Linked DNA regions of Bombyx mori: region 1 is linked to region 2. A link is a contact called in public Hi-C data. All regions are on one chromosome and are shown on one strand. Each heading gives the region's core, a stretch centred on a gene start, on an enhancer-like site or on the middle of the called end of the contact. The rest is flanking DNA. Distances are from core to core; before and after follow the strand shown.

The links. A called contact is a pair of places that touch in the nucleus more often than the background predicts.
Region 1: a Hi-C map of whole pupa shows a contact between it and region 2, with 2.0 times the contacts expected there. The contact joins the promoter of LOC101740276 here to the enhancer-like site in region 2. A contact is called at or near these places in 3 of 7 Hi-C or Micro-C datasets (posterior silk gland and whole pupa).

What each region holds. Positions count from the first base shown.
Region 1 is chr18:1,972,430-1,976,722 of ASM3026992v2, reverse strand. It overlaps LOC101740276 (mitogen-activated protein kinase kinase kinase 11), which reads left to right and starts at 1,322. Exons shown (of 11, transcript XM_038017217.2): 1 at 1,322-2,338. The coding sequence starts at 1,672. TRNAQ-UUG (transfer RNA glutamine (anticodon UUG)) reads right to left here and starts at 126; the gene lies at 55-126.
Region 2 is chr18:1,936,104-1,940,802 of ASM3026992v2, reverse strand. All of the region lies in intron 1 of LOC101740276 (mitogen-activated protein kinase kinase kinase 11), which reads left to right. Among protein-coding and RNA genes, the nearest start is that of LOC101740276, 37 kb to the left of the region's middle. Within about 2 kb of position 1,277, at least 5 of the 8 cell types and tissues checked have open chromatin away from gene starts, as enhancers often do.

The DNA of each region.
Region 1 (4,293 bases), core at 73-2,572, 36 kb before region 2:
TTCAGTACAAAAATTAAAAATAAAATTATACTTTTTTAAATTGGCAACAAATAAAGGTCCCACCGAGATTTGAACTCGGATCGCTGGATTCAAAGTCCAGAGTGCTAACCATTACACCATGGGACCGGTGAAGGACAGTAACAAAAATAAGTATATCTAAAAAAAACATATAAATAACTTTTGAATTGTTGTTAAAAATATTTAAAAAAATATTTCGATGCATACAAATTAGTTAAGTACCTGTCAAAATGTGTTTCATTTGATTATGCTGTTTTAAATGTAGATGGCGCTTAACACCACCCAAAGCGAATGCACTAATATTGCAGTAGCGACATCTAGCGAGCATAATTTTTTAAATTAGGAGTGGATAATAGAGGGCTCTTAAAGGATACCTAGCTTTTGTTTTTTTTTCTACCTAAGCTAATTAATGGTCTTGAGAGACCATATTCAGCGTCACCGGGGGAGTAGGTGATCTCTCGGGAATCAAACCTGACAATGTTACTAACACGAACTCTAGCAAGAGTCGTGCTTCGCAGAATCTACCACCGGATCGGAAACGCGACCAACTGAGAAGGTCCGGCGAGAAACTCAGTGGGCTGTGTCTCTGGGTTAATTTACTCGCCGAGTCCTTCATCGCAAGCGACGGGTTCGACGAGAACAATGACCGGATAACTTTTGGAAAACCGCATTAAGCTATGTTTTACCCAACAATGTCGGTACATTAATGCTTATTAAATATATATATATATGTAGCTACTTGGGTTCTTCGGGTTCTTCCAAAAAGTTCATTGAAATAGTGTCGATAAATTACCATTTTAATGAAGCTTTATTTCTTCCTATCTCATCTTGTTTCATTTAATTTCTTCTCAGTTACATAAAACATAATATATAATCAATTTCATCGCATTTCGCCTCGTATCATCTTCCATGTGTATATTGTATTTAATAATTGAAGATTTTTATAAACTTGAAACTGGCAGCAATGGCGTCTCAAGAAGCCAATCTTCATACTTACTAAAAAAGAAAAAGTATCTAGCAGATGACACCAAAATAAGTCATTTTTTTCTACAATGCAACCAACAAATACTAACGTTTTAGCTTTGTTTCGATCTCTTTAATTTAGTATTAGCAAGCACGTTATTTATGTATTAGTTGATATGGTCAATTTCAAAAAAGATGCGGATAGTTTTCATGTTTTAATCATTTTATTATAAGTTGTATTGCAAAAAAAAAGTACAATGCTAATACAATTTTAAACTCGATTTTTTCAAGAATTTGGAATAATTTCACATTGTCTCTTCATCAAAAGTGGCAACACCATATGTCAGTTTATCACTGACTTCGCTACGGTATGGTTGTCATTTCGTCCATCTATTTAATAACGTGATAGATGAATGGAAAATAATTAACTTTATCGGAGCGAAGATATTCGCTTTTTAATCTCGAACGTCACGCCGCGTGTGCTTTATCAAACGAGTGTTATAAAAAGATTCACTTTACACTACAAACCGCCATGATCGATGGAAGAAACAAAGATGGCGGAATAATACGGTGATCCTAACCAAATTGTTTTGCGGTGTGTAGCGTTATGTGCTGTGGTGAGTGGAGGCTGCAGCTGTGTCGAGGCGCTTGAGAGAGGAAGAGAGGAGCGATGGGGGCGCGGCCGGGGTGATGCCGCCGGCCGGCCGCGGGGCCATGGCGGCCGAAGAAGAACGCCCGCCGCTCGCTCTCTTCACTGCTGTATTCGACTACGTTGCCCAAGGCGAAGACGAGCTCTCCCTTCGGCGCGGAGAGATAGTTGAAGTTCTTTCCAAAGACGCAAACATTTCGGGGGACGAAGGATGGTGGACGGGGAAAATCGGGGACCGCGTTGGTATATTCCCGGCCGAGTACGTCACGGAAGAGGACCCTTTAGCTGTGGAACCACCCCGGGTGTCCTTTTCCGAGCTCAAACTCGAAGAAGTGATCGGCGTCGGTGGCTTCGGGAAAGTATACCGCGGCTATTGGAACGACGAAGTAGTCGCGGTGAAGGCGGCTCGACAAGACGCGAACGAAGATATCGAGGTGATCAAGGAGAGCGTACTACAGGAGGCACGATTATTTTGGGTGTTACAACACGAAAATATAGTGTCTTTGAAGGGTGTGTGTTTAGAAGAGCCGAATCTGTGTTTGGTAATGGAGTATGCCCGTGGAGGGCCTCTCAACAGAGTGTTGTCAGGACGTAAAATTCGACCAGACATCCTGGTGGATTGGGCGATACAGGTAGCCAAGGGAATGGCATACCTTCATGTTGGGGCACCTCTATCGCTCATACATCGCGACCTCAAGAGCTCTAATGGTAAGCGTTAATAACATAAGTGTTTTAAAAATTAAGTGTGTATCATATAATCTTGAAATTAATTAGTTACACTGTAATTAGGTATAAATTTCTATGACAAGCATCTGACAGCACATAAATCAAAATGAATTTATAAATTATATCACATAGATAAGACAAACTGAAGTAATTCTTCAGACCTAAATAAAGATTTTCTACTATTTTCTATGAACATTATTGAGTTTTGGAACTTAATAGATACTGTATGAGATGCAGCCCAAAAACAACTTACCAGCTGATCACCACACAAAGAAAGGATAAAAATCTTTTACTTGCTTCCTTATAACTTCTGGATAAAATAGTATCCTAAATTCAGTTTTATATGAAACAGAGGAACAGTGGGACAAATACATATTATTGCTGGTATATTTTGTTCATGGACAGGTAGGTACCATAATTGTACTTGATCTTTTAATTTTGTGTTTTGATATATACCTGTATTATATCATAATGTAGAGATTTTGGACTCATATGTGGTCAGGCCTTTGGTTCAGTAACTCTTAATGCTAGGTGGGTCATGAGCTTGACAAAGCCTTGCTGTACCATCTTTAGCTGTTGCACAAATTATACTTTGGCCTTAACCATGGTAATCCTTTTGTACCAATACAATCCAGACAAGAGGTAGTTTTAGGTGTCATTGACAATGTCTGGTATATTGCTAAGGATAGCCTATCAAAATAGAATTTGCGTTATTTTAAAATAGTATATTTTGTTGTAGTTTACAATGTGCCATATGCTTATGCTCTGGATTAATGATGGGTGTACCAGTTATTGAAGAGTGATGTTTACAACTTTATCTACTACAGGGTTTTCTATGTGTCGTACATTTCTTAAGTTTTGTAAAGTAAATGGTTTAATAATCTCACATACTCCTCCTCCTCCTTGCATCGTGTTCCTCAGTGCTGAGGTCGTTGATAGCGACTTGATTTTGGAGTCTAATGTTGACTTCATTTGATTGGACCTGTGTGTGGTACTACACCCCTTTGGCCTCCTTCCTTCCACTTAGTAATGGAATACATTACACTGGTATTCCTTCCACTGGGAAGGAATACCAGTGTAATGTGTAGTTTTTCAAGATTGTCAGCCTTATCCCTCACAATGTGAAGTTGTTTCTCAGATTGTGGTTCACATAATTATACACCATATAAATTCTGCATTGTCATTATTTTATTGTGCAAACCAATCAACAGGCACATAGACATCATAGTTTAATGACACCACTCATCCTGGGAGAAGACTTAGTCTATTGTGTCATATTATGACTCCATCCATATAACCTTAAACGATCATAAATGTGTAAATTCTTCAAGTAATCCAGCATCTTGAAGTCGTTGAAAATTATGTTGAAAGTTTCTCTCATTTAGATAGATAAGTAGATAGATACAAATAAAGTTAATAAAAATATTTGAACCATTTCTAAAATTAATGATAAGAAAGTACAGTAGAAAATAGACCTTGCTCTGTTTTGGCTATTTATAAATGAATTGTTAATGATCAGACAGATAATGGAAACAACTAATCTGATGTTACGTTGTTCCCAAATACCATTGATTTGACAAAGTGAGTGCTACTGACAACCAGAATCTGACTGAAGCTTTAATAATGTAATACAGTTTCCTTAGAACTAGATGGAATGGTTGTACTTAACTATCCAAGTATATAATATGACTTACCAACAGTAGAATTAGAATCCTCTAAATCTTAATTATACATAAAAATTGATCATTTAAGCAACACAAACATCCCACACAACTTTTTCTTGTCTTCACCCACATTTGTTGAGCATTTTAAAATTGATACTGACTGTAATTTAAAAACTCCTAATTATACCAACAGTTTGTCTATATTTATCTCATTACATGTCATTAATGTGTATACATATAATTTTCATTTTAGTTTATAATTTAAGTTTTACT
Region 2 (4,699 bases), core at 28-2,527:
ATTTTAAAACGTTTCAGTACGTGCTCGTAAATGCTGATAACTAAAAATATATTTATATAATTGAAATTAAATCGAATCCACACCATAGCAAAGGTGACTAATGCGATCTCACTAGCAGCACCACGAGAACGAGACCATCTTTATAAAATTAATTAAAAAAATCTCAAACTGCTAGCTCTGAGGAGCGCTATAATAGACGTTAAGCCACTACTACTTTGGAAATAAATAAATAAAAACGTATTTTATGTTTTTAATCGCATGTCTCAAATCGTTTTGTTCCCCTACTGGAGCAACAAGATCGTCTAAGTATAGAATACAAATCAATGAGTATGTATTGGAAGCTAGAGAGGAACCGGATCTGTATCCTGTCGGTTTGTGCTTCCCGACGGCGACGGCGACGTTCGTCTCTTGAATAATTCATTTCACGGGTCGTGTGCGCACTCCGAAGAATGATCGCTTTCGGTTCAAACCAATTTGGCGAAATTGATTCTCGGGAGTGTCCGCTCTTATTGATGTCAACGTTGTCCTATTGTGCGCGAATGTCAAATCAATGTTGCGTTAAGAACGATGAGTACCGTTTAAAGCCGTTTCATTTAGACTTTTTTTTTATTGCTTAGATGGGTGGACGAGCTCACAGCCCACCTGGTGTTAAGTGGTTACTCGAGCCCATAGACATCCATAACGTAAATGCGCCACCCACCTTGAGATATAAGATCTCCAGTATAGTTATAACGGCTGCCCCACCCTTCAAACCGAAACGCATTACTGCTTCACGGCAGAAATAGGTATGGTGGTGGTGCCCACCCGCGCGGACTCACAAAAGGTCCTACCACCAGTAAGTTGAGTATTTTTTTCAGTTTAATATAATTTATTTGAATCGACGTTAATTTGGTAAATTATTCATACAATTATGTGTTTAATGATGTTGTAGCGCGACTGGTAAATCTAGTATGCTGCTCTTTATGCTAAACAGTAGTTTTGAATTATTATGTGAGAATGGTCTAATGGTTTTATTAGTATTGCTTTTTACTCTAGCAATACAGCGACCGAGTGCGAGGATTTCCTGTGCCGTAAAATGTATTACATTTTTAATTGGGCGCGTGGTGTTATCGCATATTATATTTGTTTTCATTATTTGTCTATATAATATTGGGTTTCCCCGAAACTTATCGCTCGATTTGCGTAAATTCTTTTTTGTTCGGTAAGGAAGTTCTCCAGTCGATCCCACAGAAACAAATTAACCCAAAGGTTATCAACGAACCAAAAGGTTATCAATCAACCAAAGTTGACTGTTTTTTTTTAAGTAACACTATGTGAAGCCGATGTTTTGCACCAATTAAATTTTTATTATATTGAGATTATGTTGATAAACAAGAATTCTTTGAACTATACGTTTTATTTTTAATAATTAATTCACACTCATTTACATACCGCATACAAGATGGCAAGAAGGAAGGATGTACAAAAGTGGCGCCATTTAGTGTTACACTATAAATAAGAGCAGAGCATACAGCCTAAAATCAATAAAATTTTATCCAATATATTATACCACTTATAAAATTATTGGGACCATAAGATTATTAAAAATTTTGAGATTACAATTTTTAAAATTTTGTTTTCACGTACATAACTAAGTATGTAATTATTTTTGGAAAGAACATACATACTTACTTCTTTTAATAACCATTTTTTTTTCTGGTACGATACAATTATAATTTTAAGTCAACGATAAACTTTTAAAGAAAAAATACCCGAAATACCTGATTTAAATAATCTGGATCAATTTGATGAAGGATTTTTATTCAATGTTTCAGCTAAACATGCAAACGTATTTCTTTGTTCTTTTTAGTTCTTGATAAACGTGTGAATTGCTCACGGCTCACTATCATATCGGTTCGTTTCCATAGAACTTTCTAGTAAGTGTATTTGGGTGGGCCGTATGCTCGTCTGCCTATACGGCAAAAATTATATAAGCTAACAGAGGTAAAATGTAACTTTTTAGAATTTAAGTGAGATAATATTAAAAATCCTGTAATGGAGCTACAAATTCCATGTGCTGTAGAAATAGCATCAATGGACGAGTAGTTGTTATTAATAAATAAATTCGTTGTTTACGGAAAATGTTTAGGTTCTTACATGTGTAGCATACATTTTATCAACGTTCGACATTATGTTTTGCAGGAAATAAGCAATATTCAGTCATTCCAATGACGTTTAGTTCACATATTATAATTTTGAAATAGTTATTTGTAATCGTAACGGGAAAATTAACGGACTGATTGATTTTCTATTCTATTCTATCAGCCTACAGACGTCCACAGCTGGACATAGGTCTCCCCCAAGCCTCGCCACAACGATCGGTCCTGCGCTGTTTGCATCCAGCGGATCCCCGCGATCCCTGATAGGTCGGTCCATCTTGTGGGAAACCTACCCACGCTACGTCTTCCGGTACGCGGTCGCCATTCAGCAAGTCTTCAGCCCCAACCGTCATCCGTTCTACGAGCAATGTGCCATGCCCACTACCACTTCAACGTCGCAATCCTGATTCATATCTGCTAAAACCAATGCGTTTCGGTTTGAAGGGTGGGGTAGCCGTTGTAACTATACTGAGACCTTAGAACTTATATCTCAAGTTGGGTGACGCATTTACGTTGTAGATTTCTATGGGCTCTGCTAACCACTAAACACCAGGTGGGCTAAGAGCTCGTCCACCCATCTAAGCGATAAATTAAAAAAACTTACGTGCCCATCATGCATGCTTAAGTCATACAAACTTAATGCGACAAAGTCACATGGGCTCTGAAACGGACCCGACGTACTCGTGTTGCATATTATGCAGCTATATAGGTCGCTCGTAAAATTGTTTGTTTAGTCCGCCCACAGTTACAAACGATGTCGGTGCTCATACGATGGGAAATACGCTGTGAGGATCTAAAAATGGTGTTGAACGTCACTACGAACCTTAAAATTAAAAATGCTTATTTCTGTGCTTAAGCAGTAATGCGTTTCAATTTGAAGGGTGGGGCAGCCGTTGTACTGTAATTTGTAATTTATGTTGTAGATGTCTATGGGCTCCGGTAACCACTTGACATCAGATGGGACGTGACCTGGTCCACCCACTTAAAGCAATAGAAATAAAAACTCAATCCTAGAAATACGAAATTATCGAACAGAAAAGTGAATATAGCAATACGTAAATGTTTCCTTTTTTTTTATTGCTAGATGAGTGGACGAGCTCACAGCCCACCTGGTGTTAAGTGGTTACTGGAGCCCACAGACATTTACGACGTAAATGCGCCACCCACCTTGAGATATAAGTTCTAAGGTCTCAAGTATAGTTACAACGGCTGCCCCACCCTTCAAACCGAAACGCATTATTGCTTCACGGCAGAAACAGGCAGGGTGGTGGTACCTACCCGTGCGGACTCACAAGAGGTCCTACCACCAGTAATGTTTTTAGGTGTAATATTTTGTGTTGTGCAATATTCTGAAATGTATAAGATAAAAGGAATAATAGATAACATTGAAGGTCAATAAGGTTATCATTTCGCATTAATAATAGAATCTATATATATAAAAATGAATTGCTGTTCTTAGTCTCGATAACTCGAGAACTGCTGGACCGATTTGGTTAATTTTGGTCTTGAATTATTTGTGGAAGTCCAGAGAACTTTCTCCTGGATTATCCTGCGCCACTCCTGCCAGCGTATTGAACTTCTGCCTCCGGGCCTTCTTCCGCATACCTTGCCTGTTACCAGCAGCTTCTCTAAATTGTCACCTCTCTTTCTGGCAATGTGTCCAAAGAACTCGAAACTCCTCCCCGCGTTAGCCCACTGAGTTTCTCGCCGGATCTTCTCAGTGGGTCGCGTTTCCAATCCGGTGGTAGATTCTGCAAAGCACTGCTCTTACTAGGGCCAGTGTTAGCAACACTCCGGTTTGAGTCCCGTGAGCTCACCTACACGTTAGGGCGAAGCTGATATAGCCTCTTAAGGCTATCAGCATAGGTATGAAAAGAAAAAAGAAAAAAAAAACCGCGCGCATATAATGCTGAGTCGCATCTGTGATACTGTACAGGCAATAGCTACCTATTAAAGACGAAAATGTATGTCGGTTGACGAACTTTGGCGAAAATTCTACCTAACTGTGTTACCTTTGTCTATTTATTATATACACACGACATGTTATAAACTTTTTACATTATTTCGTTATTCGTGTTAGGTTTTGTAATGCAGCTTTAAACCCTTGCATACAGAAAAACAGTGTTCTGTATCATTAACCTTTAATAGTTGAACTATGCCAACGAACATTGTATAAATATCATGCGCTTCAACCTACCCCTGTAAGCTTTATTTGTCTAAAACAGGGAACCGACCTCAATAGCAGAAAAATCGATTTTGTAACCTTTCAGAGTAAACGTTTCAAATCGTTCAGTTGTTAGATGTACCATACATACTTACCGCATGGATTGTAATGCTTTTTTAAATGATAATTCTTTTAGTATTTTTCTATTATATTAGACTTTATGGCGGGAATGCGTGGAGTGAAATGTTATTTGTTTTATTTTATCTATTTAGTGTTACTTCGGGTTTAAATGTGTACTAATGGTGGTTTATTAACTGTTTAATATCTGTGAAAGTGCACAAGTGTAGGAAAATGAAACAAAGCCACTGGACTTAACTTCTCGGGATCCTCTAAAAGG